2 separate regions of the Mus musculus genome follow, and region 2 is linked to region 1. A link is a contact called in public HiChIP or PLAC-seq data. All regions are on one chromosome and are shown on one strand. Each heading gives the region's core, a stretch centred on a gene start, on an enhancer-like site or on the middle of the called end of the contact. The rest is flanking DNA. Distances are from core to core; before and after follow the strand shown.

The links. HiChIP or PLAC-seq counts read pairs in DNA pulled down with a chosen protein or histone mark.
Region 2: a contact with region 1 is called in an HNF4G HiChIP or PLAC-seq map of pancreatic cancer cells. The contact joins the enhancer-like site here to the promoter of Ndst2 in region 1. A contact is called at or near these places in 7 of 39 promoter capture datasets (the HPC-7 cell line, the SN4741 cell line, cranial neural crest and 4 more), 3 of 115 datasets of contacts at active chromatin or transcription factors (bone marrow-derived macrophages, large pre-B cells and pancreatic cancer cells) and 3 of 9 other capture datasets (adipose tissue, liver and pancreatic islet).

Annotation. Positions count from the first base shown.
Region 1 is chr14:20,733,186-20,735,885 of GRCm38.p6, reverse strand. Ndst2 (N-deacetylase/N-sulfotransferase (heparan glucosaminyl) 2) reads left to right here and starts at 1,324. Exons shown (of 15, transcript NM_010811.2): 1 at 1,324-1,671; 2 at 2,242-2,336. It overlaps Camk2g (calcium/calmodulin-dependent protein kinase II gamma), which reads left to right. Exons shown (of 21, transcript NM_001360186.1): 21 at 1-1,013.
Region 2 is chr14:20,972,617-20,975,316 of GRCm38.p6, reverse strand. All of the region lies in intron 2 of Vcl (vinculin), which reads right to left. Among named protein-coding and RNA genes, the nearest start is that of Vcl, 45 kb to the right of the region's middle. Within about 2 kb of position 1,271, at least 58 of the 459 cell types and tissues checked have an H3K27ac peak or open chromatin away from gene starts, as enhancers often do. A contact at or near this core is called in pancreatic cancer cells, where this site is marked.

The DNA of each region.
Region 1 (2,700 bases), core at 75-2,574:
ATGCTGACCCTCATCTAGGCCTGGGCCCTCTGCCAAGTGCCCCTGTGGGATGGGAGGAGTGAGGCAGTGGGTAAGAGTTGGTGGTTGTTTCTATGCATTCTGGCTGCCCTCTGGGCTGCCTCCCTTCTTCCCATGCTGCACGCCCAACTCTTTCCCTGGGTTTGAGATCGAACTGACTGCTTGGGTGAGAAGTGTCCTCTTTAAAGAGGCTCTTTATTGACCAACCGAAGTATAGACTTTTCTGCTGGACAATCTGCATGGGCATCACCCCCTCGCCTGCATGTACCCACAAAGGGGTCCAGAGCCAAGGCTCCTGCATTCATTGTCCCTCTCTGTGCTCAAGGAGGTCCATTCCAGGAAGAAAAGGTCTGTACCTTAGGCAGATAACAGAGAAGATAATGGAAGAGGCAATTGGTCATAGTCTTGGTTCCCTCCCACCAAACAACTGCACATTATCTGCATTGGGGGGGGGGGTAGATTTCAGCTCCTTGGGTGACCTTCAGGAGGCACAGGAGCTGGGAAAAGAGAACTACAGAGTATGGAGCCAGCTGAGAAGAGAACAAACGCATGGGTGCTGGTGCTTGAATTTAGCCAGGCTCCTCAAGCACTTGTGCATGCCTCAGACCCTGGACCCTAGACCCTTCCTGCCCTGCAGCCTGCAGTGCCAGCCAACAGATACCTTCATCACAGGGTTTGGTTTTGCTGGCTTGAAGACAACAAATGGTCTTAGAGCTCTTTGAGACCCATAGCTTCATGTGGCTGCTCCAGCCCCACTTCTTAGCGTTCTTACTCCACTTCTGGGGCTAATGTCAGCATCTATAGACTATTAATAGACTATTTAAAAAACAAACCACCTTTTAAACAGGAAATGGAAGGCATTTGATGCAGAACTTTTGCATGATGACATAGAAATAATTTAAAATAGTGTTTGTTCTGAATGTTGGTAGTCCCTTCATAGCTTTGTTACAATGAAACCTTGAAGATATTTAATAAAATAACCTTTAAACAGTCCATTGTGTTATTGCTGTTGGAGGCTCGTAGCCGTGGGCTTAGATTTTAGCAGCCTGCGTGACAAGGCTTCACTAGGAGACGAACATCTTTTTGCCCATTCCCTTGGGGAGCAAGGAAGAAAACTTCTCATAAACTCAGCCTGGGCTGCTGTATTGGGGGGTGGCAGGGAGGAAGTAGCCTCTTAGGCGGTGGGCCGAGTCTTCGCCCCGCCCCAGGCGGAGGTGGCCCCGCCCTTGGTACGCGGGCTCCCTCCTCCGCGGGTCTGAGTGGACAGGCCTGGGCCCTGGGCCCGCCCCGACGCTCCGCAGACTGTGCCACCCGGCGTGGAGGACGGGGTCCACCCTGGTGGGCTGAGCGCGAGGCCGGAGGGCTGGGAGGCTGCGGCTGGGCTGAGCACTGCGGAGGGCCGTCGGCTTATCCCAGGTCCCGGTCACGCAGCGGCCACGCTCGGGGAGCGCGCGGACCTGAGCGGGCACCACGAGCCGCAGCGCGCCGCCTCCCCCTGGTGGGAGCGGTACTTGAGCCCGACTGCGGCGGAGCGTTCGCTCGGAGATGGCGGAGCCGCCGCGACGCGGCCCGAGGCCCCGCGAGCAGGGAAGCCGGGCAGCCCCGGGACGCGGCAGGGCCCGGGGACAGCGGGGACGCCGCCCACTCCACCGGGTGAGCCATCTTTGAGAGCAGTCTCCCGTCCACGGTCGCCCTCGGTTTTCGCGATCAGACTTCCTGCGAGTGTCGCCACCGAAACCACCCGCAGGGTCGTCCTGGGCGACCACCCATCTGGCCCTGTGCACCCTGCCCCGAGTCCCAGCCGCTGGCCTCCCCTCAGTTGCCTTATTCTGGCCACTCCGCCCAGGGCACACGGGGTTCTTAAACCCAGTGCCTGTCTGGATGCCAACTCTCGGCCGCACCCCTGCCCCTTTCCCTCCAGCTCCCCCACCTGTGGGCTCCCCATTTCCCGTAGTTCCCGCAGGAGGGTCCTTCTATCCTCAAGGTCAGGTCCTTCCTCCCACAGCGTGGCCCCTGTTGTTTATTCCAGTGGTGGGCCCACACCTCCAGCCCACCCTGACCCTGTATTTGCTGCCCACTTTGGCAGACGACCCTTAGGTTTCTCCTTCCTCAGAAACTTTCCACTGCCACACACATGTTCTTCCTCCAACTTAGTCATCCCACTGCTCCCCCACCAAAAGTTCTCACATGATCCCCTCTCTAAATCTCACTGGCTTCCTCTAGGTATGAAGCTAAAATACAGTGGTTACAACACAGGAGGTTGACAGGCCTGACCTTTGAATCCCAGTTCATCCACAAACGGAGCTTTGTAATCTCGGGTAAGTTACTAAACTTCTCTGGGCCAGAAATTATGCGTGTGTAAAATGGAACTACTACTAGTTATATGTGTTTTCATAACTGTTAGAGCTGACATTAAATACAGGTGCTTCTTGCATTTACTGATAAACTTTTAAGATATCCTAAACTACTGACCACAAGAGCTTATCAGTTTGTGCCCTCTGCTCAGTGACGCCAGTTGCTTCACCTTCTGTTTGTGTGGCTGAGCAAGTACTTGCAGTGTGTCTCAAATGAAAAGTATTGTTGGGGCTGGAGAGGTAGCTTAGTGGTTCCAAACTTCCAAAGGCCCTGAGTTCAGTCCTCAGCACCCACATGGTGGCCTACAATCTGATGCTGTCTTCTGGT
Region 2 (2,700 bases), core at 22-2,521, 240 kb before region 1:
ATGGTTCATTATCAGAAAATGTACATTCATGTAGTGGACTACTGGTTACCATAATACAATAAAGGAAAAAACTGTGTGATTGTCTCAATGGATACTGAAAAAAAACATTAAACAAATACAAGCTATTTGTGTGTGTGTGTGTGTGTGTGTGTGTGTGTGTGTGTGTGTATAATTCAGCTGAAGATAACTGTCTAAAACCTTAAGACCCTGGGTCTGATCTCCAGCACAACAAGTAAGTCTTACCATGAGCAGAAATATAAATAAATATAAATATAAATAAAATCTTACCATGAGCAGAAATATAGACTGGAGGAAAGAAACGACTATCATAATGTTTTTAAAGTAGCTGAGTTTATTTAAGAAAGTAATTTTAAAAAAAAAGAGAGAGAGAGTCTGTGGCAGGAGTGGACCATCAGCAAACCTCCTCCCCTCTAGATAGTTTTACCTCTATTATCATTCATGGATGCCTTGAAGAAACTAGCCTACTATCAGCCAGCATTCTCACAAAGGAGAGGGAGAGTGTGACTTAGCACAGGCCTTGCAGTCAGACAGTCTTGGGTTAGGATCTTCTGCCATCCCTGGGCTCAGTTACTTTCAACAAGTTACTGAGCTTCTGAGCCTCTGCTGCCTCGTGAACAAAATGAAGTGGATTAAATAACAAGCAGTCCACACATGGAATTTAAGAAATAGAGCTGTTTCATGGGTTCCTTGGCTCTACTCTGGGAAGAACAATAAAAATCTGAAACAATTTAAGGAAAAGCAACATATAATCTTTACACTTTAATAATGCATTTATTCATTTGAGATTTGAACTATATTGGAAAAGTCAGGGTAATAAAGGAATAGTGTTTCTATCTGCCTTTCGTCCTGTTTAACTTATTCGTATGTGTGTGCATGTGTGTGTGCGAGAGTGAGTAAGCGCATGTGTAAGTGTATGTTTGTATGGGGGGATGAGAGAGAGAGAGAGAGAGAGTGTGTGTGTGTGTGTGTGTGTGTGTGTGTGTGTGTGTGTATTCATGTGCACATAGTAAAGTCTTAACTCATTGAGTGTCTTCCTCAATCAAATTCAACTAGACTGGCTACCCAGTGGGTAAACCACCAGGACTCTCCAGACTCCACCCTACCCCCTGGCCCCCAATGTTGGGGTTACAGGTACATATCACTGGGTATAGTGATATACCCAACCTTTTCTGCAGGTGCTAGGGATCCAAACTCACACCCTCATGCTTACACAGCAGGTACTTTCTGCAGTGAGTCATCTTCCCAGGCCTGTTTGTCCAGGAAAAACCTGTGGCAGTCAACAGTCTCTATATACCTATGGGATGAGTCACTTAGTCAATAGTATGTGTGATCCCTGAATCTGTAAAAGCTTAGTACTTTCATTCTTTACAGTTGGCACATTTTAAGACAAAGGAGCCAAGGGGATGGCTTAGTGTAGTACAGGACTTGCTGTGCAAGTCTGGCAGCCTGAGTTAATATCCTTGGAACCCACAAGAGCTAGATGAGGTGCAGCTTACATCTATCAGAAGAATCACCAAAGCTCACAAGAACAGCAACAGGACAGAAACAAAAGGTAACCCAGCCTCAATAGCAGAGAAAACCAAGTCCTGGAAGTTATCCTCCGACCTCACAGCCACATTAGGGCAAGCACATGCCTGCACCCTCACATAGACCATAAACCACATACATAGAAACATAACAAATAAACAAGAATTATTAAGACAGTGAAATATATCACAGATTACATCTGTACTTTTCTCCTTTTTGAAACACTTAGGAAAAGAATAAACTGTTATCTTCTAAAAATAGTACACAACTTTAATCCCTCATCTCAGGAGCCAGAGACAGGTGAATTTAAATTTAAAGAAGTCAGCTTGGTCTACATAGTGAAACTGTCTCTCAAAGCAAAACAAGTCATTACTGTCCGAGAGTCACACTTCTTTCTGGAGAACCTGACTATAAAATGAACATACCTTCAGAAACCATGAAATCTGCAATAAGAAAGTAACAGGGTGATCTTGGGTGAGTTGGTTTGTCAAGGATTGGTCTTTTTATCTATATAATGAGTTTATTACTGATGGTGTACACCTGCAATCTTGGGATCAGGATTTTAGGCCAGCTTTGGCTATATATGCAGCTCAAAGTTAACTTAGGCCGCATGAGACTCTGCCTCAAATGTGAGAGCTTATTTTAAATGAGCAGAATCTTTACATTGGCATTCTCAGAATTACATGGTGTCTTAGTCAGGGTTTTATTGCTGCGACAAAAACCATGACCAGTAGTAAGTTTTGGAGGAAAGGATTTATTTGGCTCACAAGTCCACATTGTTTCTCATTACTGAAGGAAATCAGGACAGGAACAGGCAAGAGTTGATGAAGAAGACATGGAGGGGTGCCTCCTTTTTGGCTTGCTCTCATGACTTGCTCAGCCTGCTTTCTTATAGAACCCAGTATCACCAGACCAGGGAGGTACTACCCACAATAGACTAGAACCTCCCCCATCAATTACTAACTAAGAAAATGCCTTACAGCCAGATCTTATGGAGGCACTTTCTCAGTTAATGTCCCTCCTTTTAGGTAACTAGTTTTTGTGTCAAGTTGACATAAGACTAGCCAGCAAACATGGTAATATTATGTATATACATGCTAGTAATGTATATGTGATCTCCCTGGGCCCTCTGAGCTCTTTTCAACCTTGTGA